2 separate regions of the Zea mays genome follow, and region 2 is linked to region 1. The links are chromatin contacts, called in public Hi-C maps. All regions are on one chromosome and are shown on one strand. The core of a region is the stretch at or near the end of the contact, and the rest is flanking DNA. Distances in the headings are between cores, read along the strand shown.

Evidence for each region. A called contact is a pair of places that touch in the nucleus more often than the background predicts.
Region 2: a contact with region 1 is called in a Hi-C map of leaf, with 7 times the contacts expected there. The contact joins the promoter of LOC100216720 here to the promoter of LOC100281080 in region 1. A contact is called at or near these places in 14 of 25 Hi-C or Micro-C datasets (bundle sheath, ear, endosperm and 4 more).

The regions. Positions count from the first base shown.
Region 1 is chr10:27,367,531-27,370,592 of Zm-B73-REFERENCE-NAM-5.0, reverse strand. It overlaps LOC100281080 (adaptor complexes medium subunit family protein), which reads left to right and starts at 1,498. Exons shown (of 8, transcript NM_001153999.1): 1 at 1,498-1,658; 2 at 1,734-1,883; 3 at 2,205-2,513; 4 at 2,811-3,062. The coding sequence starts at 1,588.
Region 2 is chr10:27,594,486-27,597,547 of Zm-B73-REFERENCE-NAM-5.0, reverse strand. LOC100216720 reads right to left here and starts at 1,519. Exons shown (of 4, transcript NM_001143125.1): 1 at 1,181-1,519; 2 at 1-443. The coding sequence starts at 1,404.

The DNA of each region.
Region 1 (3,062 bases), core at 249-2,748:
CAAAGGTCTCTTGATCGATTGAGAAAACAAGAGAGGGCTCGAGTTTGATCTTCGGAATCACTCGAGAGGGTTGAAAGAGACCTCGTCCTTTAGGACACCTCAACGGGGACATATGTTCTTTGGAATCGAACCTCGGTAAACCAAATCGGTTGTTTTTGTGTGTGTCCATTTGCGATTTATGTTCTTACTCTTCTATTCCAAGTTCTCCCTACTCCGATCATATTCCTTATGGTTCTAACACCTATTTGGGATCGAAGTTTTTTGTTGTTAAGTGTTAAATTTCAGATTTCACCTATTTACCCCATCTCTAGGTGACCTTTAGCCACACAATGTGGCACGTCGCCGAAGACCAAATGACTAGAACCTAGGGGTGGGCATTCGGGTTACCCATAAATTTCGGGTCGGGTAATTCGGGTATTTAAAATTTCGTGTTTTGAGAATCGATACCAAATTACAACGAGTTTTACAATAGCCAAAAATTCGGGTACCCAGAATTTCGGGTTCGGGTATTCTCGAACTACCCGAACTGTTGTGTCAGCTTTATAAAAACACATGCACTCTATTAAATTAGTATAAAAATACAGTTTGAATAATGATACATATGGACATAAAAACACAAGCAATCTAAAATCACAAGTCATGCACACATACGTATAATTATAGATGTACAAATTAATAATTAAGACTGACATGAGTACATGACACATGAAAGTTCCGGTAATTCGAGTATTTCGGGTACCCGATCATGATACCCGAATTACCCAAAACAAATTCGGGTTTTGCAAGTTGGTACTCGAAATTTCCGAACAAAATTCGGGTTTTGGGTATTTCGGGTTCGGGTTACGGGTTTTTTTTGCCTAGCCTTACTAGAACCCCACTAGTAGGAATAGGGTGCCTAGGAGCATGTGTCCCTTGAATGCCCCCATGCTCCGATGATGACCCCATGCTCCGATGATGATCCTTGCCGCTAGAGGCGGATGCAGGCAACCTCGGTCCAGCAGTCCATTGAATATCTCCAATAAAATACCTTAAGAGTCAAAATAATGTTACAAAATTAAAATACTACATTATTTAAAGTGTTTAGAGCACTAAAAAAGTTGAGCTCCAACAACTATGCCCTAAATCATGTATTTAGAAAATAAAATATTGAGAATAATGTATCAAACAAGGATATGACACTGATCTAGGGTGTAGTATATTTATGTCACTTCAAGGTCTGTCTTATATTTTTCTAATTCTAATAAATAATTATAAAATATGACACTGTGGAAAAGTTGTTTTTATGAGTTAAGCCTTAATTTTGAAAATAGGACACTGTTAACGTATAAATGTGTATATCAGTCTCGGACTCTCGGTTTGCAAATAAAAAATATAAAAAACATGAAGGAGCATCGGGCCTAGAGGCAATTGGGCCACATATATGTTGCCCGGCCCAACATTTGCTGTGTTAAAATTTTGGAAACATCCTACTCGGCCCAGATAGCCCATCAGGTCGCCCTCCTCCTCCGACCTCGTCCCGCAGCAACGCAGCAGCAGCGTCAGCGGTACCGCCGGGTGCGGCTCCTCCTCCCTCCTAGCCATTCGGCCATGTCCGGCGGCGGGTGCAGCATACGCGCCATCTGGATCCTTACGCCCAACGACACAGTAGCCTTCTCCAGGTACCCATCCGAGCTTTCCCGTCAGGATTGCCCCCTCTGATCCCATGGGGCTCACCTCTTCCTCTCTTGCACCAGGCGGTTCGCTGTGGTGGAGAAGCGGTGGCGTGCCGCGTGGGAGGAGGAAGAAGGAGACGGAGAGAGACACCGTTGGGGCACCGGGGCGGCGAAGATGCCGCTGCCCGCCGACCACGAGGTCGCCGCCGCATTCGCCGAGCGCCGGAGAAGGTTTGCTCTGTTTTTATCTTTGGCTTTGAGCTAGCTTTCTGTGTTGTGGATGTTTAAATATCAGTAACTGAATTTTAGTTGAGAGTACAAGTGAATTGGGACGGGTGTTAGGACATATTCAGAGTTTCTGACTAGTGATAAAATGATACATTTTTTCGTGTCTGAAAACACTACAACCTAAGAGCTCCTAATGAATGTATAGCAACAAACAAATAAGTAGCTATGGTTCTTACAAGAATTGCGATTAGTTGTCTGCATTTCATTCTCTGAAACTGTAAGCCTGTGTGAGAACAGACGTGATACATATTTGACACTCTGCAGGGAGGGCACTGCACGCAGTTCAGGCATCCGAACAAACGTATCATCTGTGGGACTGGATTCTTGGGTTGATGATCCAATTACCCGCCACATTATCTCATTACACATGGATAAAGAGGAAGGAGATCCCTTTATGCTGTGGCCTGTGGTCCTACAAAAGCGTGGAGGGTACTATGTCCTTGTGTTGCCTCTGGTGGATCCTCAGCCATTTAGAGCATATGAGAATCTCTTGAAAAGGTCTGATTGTGGGGGTTCGGCCAAGGAGAACAACAATCTTTCTTCAATCCTGTTCAATCTTCCATGCATAACAGGGTAATGTAAGTTTGCTTACCTACTATAATTTCATGTTCTTCTGTATTGAAGTAATGAAGTTTCATTCTGTTGACCATCAACCAACTAGGACTTCATCAAATGTATAAAAACGTAGGCAAGATCAAAAACAGAGAGCAAAGCCCTTGGACCCCCTTGAAGATTTTTTTGGAAGTGATATTATGACATCTTTAACATTTAATTAACCATCATGAATGCTACATAAAAAGTTGATATAGTTCAACACCAGCAACCTAACTAGCTTTTAGCTTGCATGCTTACACTTTATGTTCAATGTAGAGCATTTATGGTTGCACAAGTTGTTGGGGACATAATTACTGGTGATATTGCTGAACCTGAGGTGATTGTTAGCTCTGGGCCATCTGTTGGTGGACTCTTGGATTCATTGACTGGAAGTATAGGTATTTCAGCACGAGCGAAGCCTATTGCCGCACCTGTTGCAGCACCAACTGCATCAGTCTCTTCCCCTGTTGGTGCTGCTCAATCAGACTCCTTAAAAGGGGGTGTAAGGCCTTTTGACAAGGATTTACT
Region 2 (3,062 bases), core at 270-2,769, 230 kb before region 1:
ATGGAACTTCATCTTGTTTCTCAAGGTTTGTTTCCATGAATATTGCATCTGCTGCACTCCCATTTTGGACCACACTATTCAAAATACCAGCCTCTAAGATATTGGAAGAACCCAACAGTGTCTGGTTGCTGATGGCATTGTCTTGCAATAGAAAAGATCCATCAGTGTTGGATATTTCAGGCACATAACCCTTACTGACTTCACTACCAGACGTATCTAATATCTCGATATTGTCTTGACCCAGTTCATGCTTCATGGATGACCCTGAAGAATCAGCAAAATCTTCAAAATTCAGCACCATAGCATCTAAGCCACCAGGACCAAGGACTCTATTCTCTTGGATGATATCCCTCACGATTTCACGAACTATATAATATGACCCTCCAACTTCCTTATGTGTAAGGTTAACCGATGGGAATTTTCCTTCGTTTGAAGCTCGATAGCTGAAACAGAGCAAAAATTAACATTGTGAACTGGATTAGCAATTTTCAGTTGCCTTGTTTGCCTGCAGGATATTCATTCAGCGGACAAACAAGAACCAAACAAAAATCATGAACCATCTCAAATTAAATGCACCGCTCTACATGTCGAGCCAAATTTTAGATAAATGCCACAAATTATAAGCACAGGTAATGACACAAAAAATTTCAAATTTGATTGTTCTTGACACAAATGGGTGGCTCACTATTAGATATAATAAGACAAAATCAACATTTTAGATTTTAACGGGCAAACGGCTTGAGGTAGTCCAAAAACTAAGGCCATGTTTGTATGCACTAGAGCTAATAGTCAGCACGTCCAAACAACATAGCTAATAGTTCAGCTATTAGCTATTTTTAGTTGGAGAAATCCAAACACCCCCAACTAATAGTCCAACTAAGTAACTACACCCAACTATCCATTAGTTATAAGTTGGTTCAATCTAGCTAAAATCAGCTAATAATTAGCCAGCTAATTCCAATAGCAACTTTTTAGCTAGCTAGGTATTAGCTCTAAGCTCTAGTGCATTCAAACATAGCCTAAATCTGGCTTGGGATCGTGTCTTTTACCAACTACCACTAAAAGACACTGGTTGGCTCAATACATTTCGGTATCGATCAGACTAAGCTGCGGACGCGGAATTATTCCAAACGCAAGATGTGCATCCACGTGGGAACGGAGAGATGGGCACAGAACGCGCCTGTTGATGAAGGACTCCACCATCTCCCTTCTCTCCTCCTTGGATTTCCGCACCCGAGGCGGACGCTTCTCCTGTGCGCAGCACCGCAGCACGGCGACGACCCGGACCCTGCATCCCCCTCCTCCGAGGCCGCCGGGCGAAGCGGACAGCGCACCACCGCCGCACCGGATGAGGACGGACGGCTGCGCGCCGATGCAAGAGACGCTCCTGGTCGCGGCCTGCATCCTTCCCCGTCCCTTCCAGGCCCCAGGAAGAGAGGAGCCGCGAGCCCCAGCACCCGACCGACCGGTGAGCTGGGACAGCGAGGGAAATGCGGCGGAAATGGAGGGGTTTGCGGCGGGCGGGGTGTGGGGGGTTGGAGGCGATTGGGAAATGGGATGGCGGGCAGAGACGATGGATGGTTTTGGGGGAGAAAGGGAGGCGACGGCGCGCAAAAAACGACAAGATGGGGGGGGGGGGGGGGGGGGTTGGACGGGGCCCGGGGCCGGCACCCGGGCAAGCCGCTTTCAAATCTCAAGTGGTCGCTTTCAACTTTCATCAAACTCCTAGGTTTTCGCCGGCGCATATTTGCTACTCCTATTTTTTTTCGGTTGAACTCTAGGAAAGCAGTTTATAACTTGACCACCGTTTATAGCACTGAATACGACCAGACGGTTCCAATAGAATTAGATCAGGCGGTTAAGCTTCTTTGTCCACACGATGTTTATCTCTCTAAACTTGTAAGATTTGTTAGAAAATATTTAGAAACGAATTCAGACCTATTCATATAAATTGGAATGTGTACGGCCGATTGAACAACCAACCATCAAACCATTCAATCTATTTAGCGGTTTTCTACTTTTCATGCCTCATAACTGATTTGGTGACCCGGGATCCCGAGAGGATTGGAGGGGATTGAGGGGGAAATTAGTTTATTTCCCCCTCAATCCCCTCCAATCCTTCCGGGATCCCTTTGTCACCAAATCAAGCCTCAGGAGTATCAGTAACTTAGCCTTCTCATCTCCGATTTCAACTTTCTTCGGCTCTACGTCGTCTGGAGCCATCTTGGGTGGTCTGTCGATCCTAAGACAAACCCTAGGATCTCTCTTCACTGACAGGATCTCTCCCGGGGGTCAGATCCAGTTGTTGTTGGCGAACGCCACCGTCTTTGCACACACGGATCGTCTGGCCACCAGGCGCGGACCGTCCGGCTTCGTCGCAGAGAAGAACTCGCTCCTGCCGCAGGTCGCAGACCGTCTGGTCCTAGGGCGTGGACCGTCCATGCTACCGCAGAGAGCATCGCCGCCAGTACACCTCGCAGTGATTGGCGCCCACATCGATGCCAACACATTTTTTGGTGACTCTGCTAGTGACAAGGCGTGAAGATCTATTAGATCGACCCTCAATGGCCGATTCAAAAGATCACTCTTATGTCTCTCCCAGCAACATCATTGAATCGACTAAGGAGACTCTGTCGACTGAAAATCAGCAGGAATTCGAGGAGCACAAAGAATAGTTGATCAAGTAGCTCCAGGCCAAATTCCTAACCAACTTCAAGGTGGATAGGAATCACAAGGTCATCCAACAATGGGCGACTGATTTGGCTTCGCTCCGACCTACTATAACTACCCCCAAGGTAAGTGAAACAAACGAAATCCAAGCTATTAGATCTTACATAGATGAACAACGAGAATAGATGAAAAAATAATAGGGGATTTACAAGATGATTACAAGAGGCTAGCACATGCATTTGATAAAATCTGTTGTTCTTAATTTTCCTTCGCATGAGGTTCAAACTAAGAAAAATACACATGGTTCATCGGCTGCAAATTGGCACAACCAATCACAACCACTTTACGGGATGTCGATGAACACATATCCTGAACAACCACAGCTTCCTACG